Regions from separate parts of the Arabidopsis thaliana genome. Here region 1 is linked to region 2. A link is a contact called in public ChIA-PET data. All regions are on one chromosome and are shown on one strand. The core of a region is the stretch at or near the end of the contact, and the rest is flanking DNA. Distances in the headings are between cores, read along the strand shown.

Region 1 (6,772 bases), core at 3,350-5,849, 67 kb after region 2:
AATACTCATTGAAGGACCACAAGAGGAGACTATGGTAGCAAAGTTTCTACGCTGGCTGTCGGCTTCAGTTATTCTTGGGAAGTCTTATTCTAAAGCCAGTGATTCGGACCCAACATTCTTAAGTAAAACAAAACCAGAAACTTTGCTGACATCGTTAGAATACTTTAAGAAAAGGAATCTCGAAGACAGCATGCAAAATTCAGAGCACATAATAGGGGAAGTAATTGTGCACCTCCAACAGTTCCTGAGTACAAACTACATGTTTCTTCTTCCCTCTGTTGTATTTGCACTTTCTCTCATGCTTCTTCACAATGACCTCGGGACTGGAGGTATGCTGCTTTTCACCGACATACACAACTCTTGTTTTCCGAATTACTTAGCTTTGATTGAGAATTGAGCTCTTGACTAGATTAGGTTTGGGTTTTGATATTGGAATCAAGATTTTTGCTTGTTTTTTTCAGCTGGTTAGAGATTAAGAAAAATGATCTGTTGAAACTATAGAATTATCCAGGCTTGTTCTTAGGTGTTAAGCTGCATCTACATCAGAGTCCGATGTCGACATCTACAAATCTGAAGCTAAAAAATTTCTTTCTTCTTTTCAGAGTCTGATGGCGATTACAAGCTCATCAAATCTCTGTGTTCTAAAATTAGTAGTCCTCCTGAGGCTATTCCGGGCTGGAGATGGTAAACGATTCCGCTATTGCTCATCATTCCAAAGTTTTGCATTGTTTATCACTCCAAATCTTGACCTGAATCCTTCTCCTCAGGTCATATTATCAAGCGTGGAGGGATCTGTCATCGGAACAAGCCACAGATCTGGATAAGATCAATGAACTCCATGCGTGCCAACACCTTTTGCTGATATTCTCTGCTATGCTTGGAGAAACGCCACAGGAATCTCAACAGGTGTTGCTTCGTAAAAGTTTTGACATGTCTCATGTATTCGAATGGGAAAGAAGTTTAGTTGAGACCTAGACACTAGTCATTGTATTGCAGGATTGTATCATCCAGATCTATCAATTTTGTAATATTAATGACATGAGTTGTTGGGTTTTGTTGTATCAATGAGATATGTTATGTGAGTCAGAGTCCATATAAATCAGGGTATCTCGCCGCAGAAGATATGTGTCTGTGAATTATATATACAAAAATATACAGAAACTTAACAATGGTTTTTTTTTTCATGTCTATTTAAAGACACTATATTAAAAAAAAAAAAAAAATCGTGCATATAACACGAAGTCATTCCTAACAAACAGACAATACAGTTGACTTTTCGGTTCTAGCAGTTCTTTGGTCTGTGGTATTTTGGAGGCAGAGACGGGCAGTGCTCGTTCATATGTGGGTATGGCTCCATTGTGTTGTAACCGGGAAGTTCCATCCTGTATTTCCCAAGTATTTGACAGTACGGAAGCTTCACAACGTCATTGTCATTGCACCATTTGGGAAAACGACTTGCATTACTCTCGAAAAACTTGAGCATGTAAGCATCTTTGATCTGTTAAAAGTAATTTTACTGGTCAGTGTGTGTGTATCAGTGTGTATCTTCTAGAGTGTGTACAGGTTGGTTCTCACCGTGAATTCTGTGACTTGAATGGAACTAGAGATTGGATCGAAAAGCCCAGCTTCTTTGTACATTTCGAGGATAAAAGCGATACAAGACGTTGATTTCCCATCGCTATATATCCAATCATCTTGTTCAGGAACTGCCAGCAACTCGTCAAAAGAGGATCCACGCTTTTCGACTTCCACCAGTACATCAGGAAGATCAAGACCCTGCCATTTTAGAACATCTCAGAGAAAGAACTAAAGAAAAGAAATCAATGACCATTTACTGAAGAATAGAGAAGAAGAAAATAGAAAGCATATGGTACCATGTGCCAAGAGCCAAAATGCTACTCTAAAACCTTCTACTTATTTTAATCCATAGAAGAGTAAAATGATTGATCAAGCATTATGAACAAGTGAAATAAATGAACAAAATGCTAATACCTCTGTTCCGAGTCGCTTGTTAAGGGCTTCATTCCACATGTTAGCAGCATAATCAGGCTGGATTTTGCTCCAAACTGTCATGACAGAAGCAACCTGGAAAAACATAATAGAGAAGGAAAAGAGATACAGAGAAAACAATCACAACCTCACCCATAAACTAACTGATAGAAGCTGATTAAAGAGAGAACAATAAAGAGATAAACTGAAACTTATGTTGTCATCAATGCCAAAATTCTGAGAAATGAAAACCTACAAGTTGAGCATCCAGAGGAGGTGGGTAATTTCCGCTGATGGTATCGATCCAGCTAAAGATCAAGTTGTGATAGCCATATGGTTTGCCATCCATGCTACGAGCATATTCCCATGCAGCTGTAACATTAAACTTGGCTCGATAATCAGGATGCAACGGTAGCAATGCAATGTGGGGATTCGAGTCATCCTTGGTTTGTTCAAACTCCCACCACTCTTCCCATGGCAATATCGCTATTACATCTTCTCCCTATGACCCAAAGGTTCGAAGGAGAAGACAGCCAAAAAATCATGATATGCATAAAAAAAAGGAACAAAAATGCAGTTCCATTAAAAGAATCAGTTTCCACAAGACTGGCTTGGAAAGAAGCCACTGGGAAAATATGAACATGTCATATCAAGTTCAGCGAAACTATAAATGTTACTAGTCAAGCATTTCGATGATGTTCAACTAAATCATTTTAGTTTGTTCTTAGCAGAGATAAGCATCTAGTGATACTCAGAACACGAACTAACTCAATGGCCATACTATTTTTCAATAGAACCCAAAAATTTAAGTTTTACCTTTTCATTTTCATTCCCGGATTCACCAACCCAGAGTTTCCCTTCAGAGTCCCTCAAACAGACAGCAGTGTGACCAGCATAGGCTCCACTTACCCACTTCTCTAGGGTCTCAAAACCACCCCACCGCCCACGGATTTTGGAGATAGCTAGTAAGTCTCCAGAGTGAATTTCATCGGTAGTAATATTTGTAACCCAAGGTTTAGGACGAGGATAGAAATTAGCACCCATATGATTCTTAAGAAACGCTATGTTAGAATTCTCCCCCCAACCAGTATTGGTAAACAGAGGGAAGACATCCCACAGAGCTCGGAGAGTTCCCAACATCCCTGCTTCCATGAGGAATATCGAAACTCCTTTCTGCTTAACCTGATCAACCGTGAGCCAGACAGGCAAAACAAAAATCCATTAGATATGTTAACTATAAACTGGAAAAGACAAAAAGATAACAAAGAAAGAAGAGCAGAGCAGCTTACATATTCATACTCAGCTTTACCCTCCCACTCCTTGAATTCCATAGTGTGCTCTCTCGAAGCAAAGTACCAATCCCATGTCACACGATATGGTGTGACAAAGACATAAATATCCATGCACGTCCAACTATGTGCCTTATCGACCTGCACAAAAGACGTTTCAACAGAATCAATTAAGTATTCATCATTCGAAAAACAGCTTCCAAGGTGAAGAGGAAATGTAACTCTAAGCCTATAATTTTTTTTGACAAGTCTAAGCGTATAATTTGAAATGTTCTCCGAAATATCAGGAACTCAGAAGCCTAATATCTAAAATCTAACAGCGTGAGAACATAAACAAACAGAGCTTCGAGATTTAAGCTCATCAACAAGTTTCTAAGAACCTCAAAAGCTAAACCCATAAACAAAACCCTCAAAAGTGAAACCAAGAATATGAAAAGCAACGATTTTAGAGCTCAAATTCATCATTTTGTAACCTTAATGTGAAGTGTGCCGCCGCCGAATTCGGAACCGGACTTGTTATTGAGCTCCAACCAAGCTTTGTTCTCATAAAAGCAAGCACCTTTCCACTCCACGGCGTCGTTTCTAACAGAAGCGGAGCCGATGAAAGTAGGGAGGAGATCGACGGCAGTGTTGAGAGAATTGACTACCGGCCACGAGACTTGCCTCGGAAAAAGCGGAAGCAGGTCTCGAGGGTGAAATGGTAATTTCCCGGATGAGAAAGTGAGAAGCAGCACCAGTAAGGTAGTGGCGAAGAAGATGCACGGAGACGATGAAGCAGCCATTGTTAAGTCGGTTACTGTCTCGCTTCCGTGTTGAATTCGCAAGTCTCGATTTTTCGATCGTCCATGACTGGTTTTCTTAACGTGTTTATTTATAATTTATTTCGTCTATCCTCCAGATTGATGTAATGATACATTCAAATTAATTTAATTTAGTATAACCATTTTTGTTGGTCAAACGTTCTAACATATTCGAATTTCGCATCTATTAAAATAAGACAAACACAATCCAAATATACCAATCTAATCGAATTTCAAACTAAACCAGAATAACTGATTGAGAAACCGAACAAAAATTATTTTTTGGGTAGGTGGGTCTAATAGAACATTTTTGAAATGTTGGGTTTTAATTTGTAACTTTTAGAAACTAAGAATCCAAATTTGAAAACTATTTTATAAGTTTGACAGTTGGTATAACCAACCAACTTGGTAATGTGCTAGTGATCAGAATAGCCCCACGCAACACTAACGTACACCACAACATAACTTGAGCGTAATCTCGTCCTCTATCATGTGGTTATGCCGTCGAGAAAACGAGAACATTTGACAACTTTCACCTGCAATCACTCTCAATGGCTGTATCACTTCCAACCAAGTACCCTCTACGACCTATCACCAACATCCCAAAAAGCCACCGTCCCTCGCTTCTCCGTGTACGTGTCACCTGCTCTGTTACTACCACCAAGCCTCAGCCTAATCGTGAGAAGCTTCTGGTAGAGCAACGCACTGTGAATCTTCCTCTGTCCAACGACCAATCTCTGCAATCGACCAAGCCTCGCCCTAACCGTGAGAAGCTTGTGGTTGAGCAACGCCTTGCCAGCCCTCCTCTGTCCAATGACCCAACTTTGAAATCGACATGGACTCACCGGTTATGGGTTGCAGCGGGCTGCACCACTTTGTTTGTCTCTTTAGCTAAATCTGTCATTGGAGGGTTTGATTCTCATCTCTGCCTCGAACCAGCTTTAGCCGGTTATGCAGGGTACATCTTAGCTGATCTAGGTTCCGGTGTCTACCACTGGGCCATTGATAACTACGGTGATGAGTCAACACCTGTAGTAGGAACCCAAATCGAAGCATTTCAGGGTCACCACAAGTGGCCTTGGACAATCACCAGACGGCAATTTGCCAACAATCTACACGCTCTGGCTCAAGTCATAACCTTCACAGTTCTTCCACTAGACCTTGCATTTAACGACCCTGTGTTTCACGGCTTTGTGTGCACATTTGCATTTTGCATATTGTTTAGCCAGCAATTCCATGCTTGGGCACATGGAACCAAGAGCAAGCTTCCACCTCTCGTGGTCGCGTTGCAGGACATGGGGTTACTTGTTTCACGGAGACAGCATGCGGAACATCATCGAGCACCGTATAACAACAATTACTGCATCGTGAGTGGAGCATGGAACAATGTTCTGGATGAGAGTAAGGTCTTTGAGGCATTGGAGATGGTGTTTTATTTCCAGCTTGGGGTGAGACCTAGGTCATGGAGTGAGCCAAACTCTGACTGGATAGAAGAAACCGAAATCTCCAACAACCAAGCATAAATATTTTTTTTACAGAGTGATACATGTACAAGAAAATTTCAGTAATATACTGAAAAGATTTCTTCGTAATTTATATGTAACGAGTGTGACTGTATTTAATACTGTATAAAACAAGCAAAACAACTGAGCATGTACCATTTAAGTATCAGATCCGATGGATGAGTAAACCGAAGAAACACAGGGAAACCAGTACCGACACTTTCCGTCTTTATGGCCATTGTCGATCATGGCAAGGCCCTCCTGAAAATGAATAATAGAATTGCAAGGTTTCAGGACTCGCATAGGTTGCATTGCATCTATCAGTATAATAGAAGTATTGAAGCACATAATCCAATTGAAGCAATGAATTGCAAATGCATACCTCTAACAAAGTTTCGAGAGCATCTATAACGCGACCAGATGTCCATGAGAGGCGTCTTTGTACCTCTTCCACAATCACAAAGCCTTGGCCCTGTGCGGAAAGCAACAGAAATCCTTGAGTTACTTCAGGTAGAACTACTAAGATATAATGTAACACATGTAATAGTTGTTTTCTTTTGTGGAAATATGTATCTCATATGATTATAACCTGAGCCAACTCCAAAATCTGGTTATGGTCTTTGTTCAGCTCTGTGGGTACTGAACGGACAAGCTTTTTCTTGCCAATAGTGATAACCTCAAATCCGCTACCCAATACCTGAGGAGAAAATCCCAAGATACCAGCAAGAACAGTTCAAAATTTTCCCATTGATTAAAAATCTGAAAGAAAAAAGAAAAACACAAGTTAGATAGAAACCTTTAGCTTGCTAATAGCTCGAAGACAATCATCTTCAGTCACAGCTTCACGGTCTTTCTTCCTTCTCTGACGAAGATGGTTGCAGAGCTCTTGCAAGCTGATCAAACCTCCATTATGTGATCTTGTAAGCATGCAAACTTCAATAATCTGAACTCCTATTTAATGAATTCACGAAAATTGTTACATCCCTGCTTTCTAATATCACAGAGGGCATGTCCAATTCAAAACAAGAGAAAAAAGTACACAAGAGATTTTATATCCCTTAAGACTCATAGCTAACCAAAAATCAGAAGCATCTTCTTCAGTGGCACTAGAAAGAGAGAGCAAACATACCAAGTTCATAGTAGAAGTCACCAATACCAAGGAGCTCAGCCCAGAAACCCTTGTTAGAAGCAA
Region 2 (6,869 bases), core at 2,695-5,194:
TGGAAGCCTAGCCCCTGAACAAACACATCATAAGGTGAATAAAAAAAAAGTGATAAAATTTAAACATGATTAAAAAAGACGATTCAGGTTTCCAAAACGTACCGTTAAGGCAACAAGCGCCGAGGCAATTCCGTCCACAGCCGACGGGATCCTCCGCTCCATCGTCCTTCTGGTAGTTCGAAACAACGGTCGGAACTCTTTTGATTTTCAACATTCTCAAAAAAGACAAATTTCGAAGAGCAAAAGAAAAAACTTCCCCCAAGAAAAAAGCGATTCAAGAGCACCAAAAAAAGAAGAAGGAAAAAACACTAACAAACCCTAACTCCTAAAACCTAAAGGAAAAGAAGTTAAAGCTGGAACCGCCACCGGCGAGAAAGAGGAGATCGGAAGGGCTGCCGCCTTCAGACGGCAGAGCTCCACGTCCTCCGTGCGGCAAAGGATTAGTTTCGATTAAACAACCCTTCTGTCGGACAATATGGACATGTGAGCTAACACCCCGTGATATCCCGTGTATAGCCGTGATTCCGATCACCTGTTCCCCGGATTTTTTCAAATCGAACGCCGGAAAAAAAGATTACAGCTAAAACGAACCCGACACTCAAAACAGCAGAAACGAAACGAATAAATGAGAGATCTTTTGATGTGGGTTTTTTTCACAAACAAAAATTTGAGAAGATGCCTGAATGAATAATTCTTTGAGGTGTTTTTTGATGATACAGTGTTTTAGGATATCGAATGGGCTTTAAATAGATAGGAGATGAGTGAACCAGAGAAGACAGACGACAAAATTTTAATTATATACTAATATTTCTCTCTTTTTTTCTGTGGTTGTGATTCGGACGTGAAATTTCTTAGGTCCTTTCTTGTGGATTTTATTTTTTCATCGATATTATTTTGTCTAATTGTATTTTTCTTCTAATCTAATTAGTTAGTTTGATTAGGCAAAGGACCAAAACAAAAATCTTATTCGGAAGATAAAATGAGATCTAAGTTTGATAAGATTAAAGTTGGAAAAAATATTTTTGCATGCAATTAAGAAAATTTTTATTAGTCTTGGGAGAAAAGTTGGAGCACTACATTTTCTTTGAGAGAAAAATAGATCAGAATGAACTAAAGAAAGATTTAAATCTTGTGTAGATTGGAAATTGAGAACTAATTGTAACTGTGTCTTACAAGTATTTTCAATTAAATTTGAGATAAACAATTGCTAAACGTTTATCCAAAGAGAATAACATTTGCTAAACCTAGTTAACCTTATGAATTATGATATACGTATGTTTAATGCCAATTGATTATGAATTTGAATTTCATTGTATATAATCGTAGATCGTAGTTTGCTGCATGTAAACGAGACTAAAAGGATGGAGGCGATGAAGAGTTCATGTGGCATATGTCTTCTTATGATGTCATGTGAAGTCATGTGTTATGCCACGTTTTATATTATCATAGAATATTATTATTATATTAACGAAATTTTCTTTTTGACTTTTTCTGTTCAACATTAATTTGTAAATTTATGTTGTCTTTATAGATAATATTTACATGGTCGTGTTTATTCATGGGACGGGGGTGTGGTCGTAGCAACTACTACGAGGCTCAATTTGGGCAAATGACTACCATCGTTCGTTCGGTCGTTTTTTTGCGAAACTATGATATAATTTTTAAATACATATATTGAGAAATATTTAGACCATTGCTTTTTGTTCGTTATTTTATGAGACAAAACTACAAAATAAACAAAAAAAAAACCAAACAAGGCAAGAAACACAAGTTAAGATTCGGAATCTAAGAAAAGGATATAGTTCTTGAACCACATAATAGTGGTCCATTATTTATTTGGCAGTCTCTACGACTACGATCGTACGTCCCTCCTTCCATCACCGTTTGTTTTATTTATTGTTTCTTTTCTTTTTTTACTTTAAACAACCATTTATCATGTTTTAAGACCTCGACATGTAATTCGAATTAGTATTGCATTAAGATTTAAAGAGTTACGGCGGTGGATCGGTGGTAGTCAGTGCAAGTAACGGATCATAATTGCGGTTGACCAAGCCTCTTTCACTGGCCTCTTTGTAACCATGAAAGCTGAGATGCTATTGGTACACCACTAAGTCCCAAATTCCCAATAATCGTGCGTCAGTAAACATCAATTTCGAGAGGACAAGTATCAAAATGCGATATCTGCTGTTACAAATATTCAACTCAGTTACAAAGCCCTTAACAATGTATTGATTTCTAATTTTCTATAAAGTAACTTTGTGAATACACCTAAGTTTATCAATGAAGAATAAAATTGTTTAAAATAATCGACAAAATAACATTATACATGAATTTTACAACAAGTGTTTGAGCATAGTAGCTAAGTTGTTTTCTTGGGGTACTCTCTTGGTCCGAAAATGGTGGAACCAACCCTCACATTGGTGCTTCCCATCTCAATCTGCAGAAACATAGTCAAAGATCATCTTCCACATATATGTGGTTCCTCGGATGAAAGAAAGAACACATTCAAATGATTTTCGATATTGAGTTGATTGCATTTTCGATATTAGAAGAGAGACAAAGATATTACCGCTAGCTCGAAGTCACCAGACATGCCCATGGACAGTTCAAATTGATCCTCAGCCATTCCAAGTGCCTTGCATACATCAGCTCTACAGTTTGAAAGTGTCTGTCCCGGTTTATGGGGAAAAGAATAAACCTTGGTAAGTAAAACTTGTAGGAATAACCCGAGAACACGTAAAACAAGTATCCAATCAAGTAGTAGAATACCCTGAAGTTCTCTGGGGTAGACGTATAATCAGGCATCCCAATAGTCATTAATCCGGAGAATACCAGATTTGGACAGTGATGTTTCACATGTCTTGCTAGCTCTACAACGCTAGAAGGTTCGATTCCAGATTTAGCTGCATCCATAATCAATCAGTCAGCCAACTGAAGAGGCTGGACAAGGAAATCAGCATAGAGGTAAAATACTCACAAACTTCTCCGCTTGTGTTCACTTGGACCAAAACCTTTAGTGGATGTCTCCCAAGATTTGAAACAGCTCGATCTAGATGATTTGCTACCTGTGAAATCAATCCCAAGTGATTGTATAACCAAAATAACCTCCTAGTAAAGTGAATTGTGCAAGTTAAACGCCACAACAACCTCTAATCGCTAGTTATAATACCTTTTCTCCATCCACACCATGAACCATTGCCAAATTTGGGACTCCAGCTGCAAACATTGGATTAAACGACTTTCACTTTCACTAAACCCCTAATTCAATATTAAAGATGGGGATAAAAGTCAGACTCAATAGCGTTTTGGCTTTGTTGCTCTGTAAATGCCCCACGAAATGCCACTCTATATCTTCCGGAAGCTGTATATCAATCAAACAAAGTGAAGGAGAAGCTCCATTAGCATCATCAAAAGCACAAAATATATCACATTCCCAGAAAATGGAGAGACACATAGTAGTTAGTGATTGAAGGATAAACATTCGGATTTTGAAATGAAATCGATTATCTAGTGAAGATAACAAGGATTGGAGAGAGGAACCTGTGGAGCTTTATCGATGATTTCTTGAACGTAATTCTCGCCGAAGCAACGGTGACCTGCGTCGTAGATTTGGCGGATAAGTGAGACGGGTTTAGTCTTGGAGACTGGAAGGACCCTGACCCGCTCGGGATCTCTTCCTACTTGCTCCGCCGCCTTACGAGCTCTAAGAATCACAGAGCGGAGAGCACTTGCGACGGTTGCCTCCACCGCAGGAGCTGCCATCGCCAATCGCCACTAACGCCTGTCGTCAATTTGGGCTTCTTCGGGAGTAATGTTTTTGTCACGTAAATTAGTTTATGGCCTTTAATTGGATAATTCACGGTCCACACGTTCAATACTAATTGCGATTATTTATCTCTTCACTTTTAATCAAAATTTCCAAGGCAGAGACACATGTAAGGGTTGATGTATATAGTCATCAATTCACGAGATTATTGGAATCTTTATTGCATAAACAATATCAAAATTGTGTTTTTATATATACCCTTTCAAAACGTTATGGGATTCAAAATTACACCCACACCCACCACTTATTGATTGGACATAACATCATTCAATGTAAAATTACACCCACCTCTTATTCATGTTTTAATTTTCACTTCTGTATATATTTTTCGAATTTCATGTATTCTGTTTGTACTTTTTTGGGTCTTATGTTAAGCCCATTTGTGGGTTTGTAAAAGTCTTTGACAATATCCAATAAATCAGTGAAAAAAAAAAGAAAAAAAAAATTATTATCACTGTAAACTTCAAATCAATTCAACTTGTGCTTTACATGGGTCTTCGCTGGACCAATATGTTTTGTGGGCCTTTCAAGCCCAACAATAGTTATCTACCCTAGCTCAAAAAGAGTTATCTTATTCTCATTCTCTCTCTCTCTGCCGCAGCTATCAATTTACTGGAGAAGAGATGGTGGGATCAGAGGTTTTGGAGGAATGTGGAGAAAAAATAAGCAAGAAAGAGTCAAAGAAGCGAGCCGCTAAACTGGAGAAGTTGCTCCGTAAACAGGAACGAGAAGAAGCCACATCATCATCTCTTTCTCTGGAGGAGGAGGATGAATCGTGTTCCAGCAACTACGGTGACGTGACTACTAACGAGTTGCAGTCGGCTGTTGAGGGAAAAGAGCTCACTGATGTGAGCAACTTGGTTGAAGAGATTGTGGGGTCAGAGGTTTCGATCAGAGGTCGACTGCACAAGAATCGCTTAGTCGGTACCAAATTGTTTGTGATCTTGAGGGAAAGTGGATTCACGGTTCAATGCGTGGTGGAGGAGACCAGAGTTGGTGCAAACATGATTAAATTTGTCAAGCAGCTGAGTCGTGAATCTGTTGTTGAGCTTATCGGTGTCGTCTCTCACCCTAAGAAGCCTCTCACAGGAACCACCCAGCAGGTTTCCTTTTTTTCTTTGATTGATTCGAATAGCGACATACATGAACTCATCGATAATGTTGTTGCAGGTTGAAATACATGTCAGAAAAATGTACTGCCTCAGCAGATCCTTGCCAAATTTACCACTTGTTGTGGAGGATGCTGCTCGTAGTGAATCAGATATTGAAAAATCTGGCAAGGTAGAATAATGTTTTAAGATTTGGAGCTGCTTATGATTATTTATATATTCCTTCATAAGAGAGCTGCTGCAGGATGGCAAACAAGCTGCTCGTGTCCTTCAGGACACACGTTTGAATAATAGGGTTCTTGACATCAGAACACCGGCTAATCAAGCCATCTTCCGTATTCAGTGCCAAGTCCAAATTGTAAGCTCTGATTTGATATGCAACATGGAGGATTATAGCTAGTTAGTGTCAACTAGGATATGATTTGTCATTATCCTAATAGTTCATTGCATGATTTAATTGTTTGTGTAGGCGTTCAGAGAATACTTACAATCCAAGGGGTTTCTTGAAATCCACACACCGAAATTGATCGCTGGCAGTAGTGAAGGAGGTTCTGCTGTGTTTAGGTTGGACTACAAAGGGCAGCCTGCTTGTCTGGCTCAGTCTCCTCAGCTTCATAAGCAGATGGCGATATGTGGTGACATGCGACGCGTCTTTGAGGTTGGTCCTGTTTTCAGAGCTGAAGACTCCTTCACTCATAGACACCTGTGTGAATTCGTTGGTCTTGATGTGGAGATGGAGATTCGAATGCACTACTCTGAGGTATGTATGATTGTGCTACTGTTAAGATATTAATAATATTTCATCTCTTCACTAGTGCTTATAATTGGTGCAGATAATGGATCTTGTGGGGGAGTTGTTTCCGTTCATATTCACAAAAATAGAAGAAAGGTGCCCAAAGGAACTTGAATCTGTCAGAAAGCAATACCCTTTTCAATCTTTGAAGGTAATCTATCTTTTGGATTCTTAGGAAAAAACTGAGTTTCTTTTGTGTTGGATACTGATGATTGGCACTAAACTTGTAGTTTCTTCCGCAAACATTGAGGCTAACCTTTGCAGAAGGGATTCAAATGCTTAAGGTATGACAGGATTTTTTTTGCATCCAACTTGATGAGTTAGACTATGAATAAATAATAGTTGGGTCATCTTGACAGGAAGCTGGCGAGGAGGTTGATCCTCTTGGTGATCTAAATACAGAATCTGAGAGGAAACTTGGCCAGCTTGTTCTGGAAAAGTACAAGACGGAGTTCTACATGCTGCATCGCTATCCATCGGCTGTCAGACCGTTCTACACTATGCCCTATGAAAATGATTCTAACTACAGCAACTCTTTCGATGTCTTCATCAGAGGTGCGTGCATCTATGAGTTTGTCACCCAATTATGTTACTTCTACACTTGATTTAATAATACTAAATTTGAGCTTTCTGTCTTATAGGAGAGGAGATCATGTCAGGAGCTCAACGTATCCATGACCCAGAACTCTTGGAGAAGCGCGCAAGAGAATGCGGCATTGATGTCAAGACAATATCCACGTACATTGATGCATTCAGGTAACCACAAACTGATCGATCCAGTTGGGTTCCTACTATGAGTTGAGTTGAGTTGACGAGTGGCTGCATGTTTACAGGTACGGTGCACCACCTCACGGTGGATTCGGAGTGGGGCTGGAGCGTGTGGTAATGCTCTTATGTGCCCTCAATAACATCCGCAAAACTTCGCTATTCCCTCGTGACTCTCAAAGGCTCACTCCCTAATATCATTGCTCTTCCCTGGCGACTCTCAAAGGCTCGCTCCCTTAATATCTATCTTTGATAATTGTCCCCGCTCCCGATTTCTAAGTTATTTTTTTGGTGCAGTTCGTTAGGTGTTTAGTTATCTTTAAACTATGTATGTGTTGTAACCTTTAAATTATTAAGGAGCAGTACTATTTGGGCT

Evidence for each region. ChIA-PET counts read pairs in DNA pulled down with a chosen protein or histone mark.
Region 1: an H3K4me3 ChIA-PET map of shoot shows a contact between it and region 2, with 11 read pairs. The contact joins the promoter of FADA here to the promoter of AT4G26860 in region 2.

Annotation. Positions count from the first base shown.
Region 1 is chr4:13,567,322-13,574,093 of TAIR10.1, forward strand. It overlaps FADA (fatty acid desaturase A), which reads left to right and starts at 4,600. Exons shown (of 1, transcript NM_118837.2): 1 at 4,600-5,749. The coding sequence starts at 4,630. The coding sequence ends at 5,601. It overlaps AT4G27020 (inositol-1,4,5-trisphosphate 5-phosphatase), which reads right to left and starts at 4,174. Exons shown (of 7, transcript NM_118836.3): 1 at 3,752-4,174; 2 at 3,279-3,419; 3 at 2,806-3,171; 4 at 2,246-2,491; 5 at 1,993-2,085; 6 at 1,576-1,776; 7 at 1,046-1,498. The coding sequence starts at 4,060. The coding sequence ends at 1,283. VPS22 (EAP30/Vps36 family protein) reads right to left here. Exons shown (of 11, transcript NM_118838.5): 7 at 6,710-6,772; 8 at 6,377-6,531; 9 at 6,170-6,277; 10 at 5,963-6,052; 11 at 5,568-5,841. The coding sequence ends at 5,740. It overlaps EMB2788 (ribosome 60S biogenesis amino-terminal protein), which reads left to right. Exons shown (of 16, transcript NM_001341833.1): 14 at 1-329; 15 at 603-684; 16 at 768-1,118. The coding sequence ends at 975.
Region 2 is chr4:13,500,932-13,507,800 of TAIR10.1, forward strand. It overlaps AT4G26860 (Putative pyridoxal phosphate-dependent enzyme, YBL036C type), which reads right to left and starts at 3,945. Exons shown (of 7, transcript NM_118820.7): 1 at 3,541-3,945; 2 at 3,295-3,361; 3 at 3,170-3,216; 4 at 2,978-3,065; 5 at 2,770-2,903; 6 at 2,570-2,668; 7 at 2,122-2,437. The coding sequence starts at 3,762. The coding sequence ends at 2,360. It overlaps AT4G26870 (Class II aminoacyl-tRNA and biotin synthetases superfamily protein), which reads left to right and starts at 4,360. Exons shown (of 9, transcript NM_118821.6): 1 at 4,360-4,929; 2 at 4,997-5,107; 3 at 5,180-5,293; 4 at 5,405-5,695; 5 at 5,769-5,879; 6 at 5,959-6,012; 7 at 6,088-6,283; 8 at 6,370-6,484; 9 at 6,562-6,869. The coding sequence starts at 4,450. The coding sequence ends at 6,688. VTC2 (GDP-L-galactose phosphorylase 1) reads right to left here and starts at 770. Exons shown (of 7, transcript NM_118819.3): 1 at 103-770; 2 at 1-14. The coding sequence starts at 214.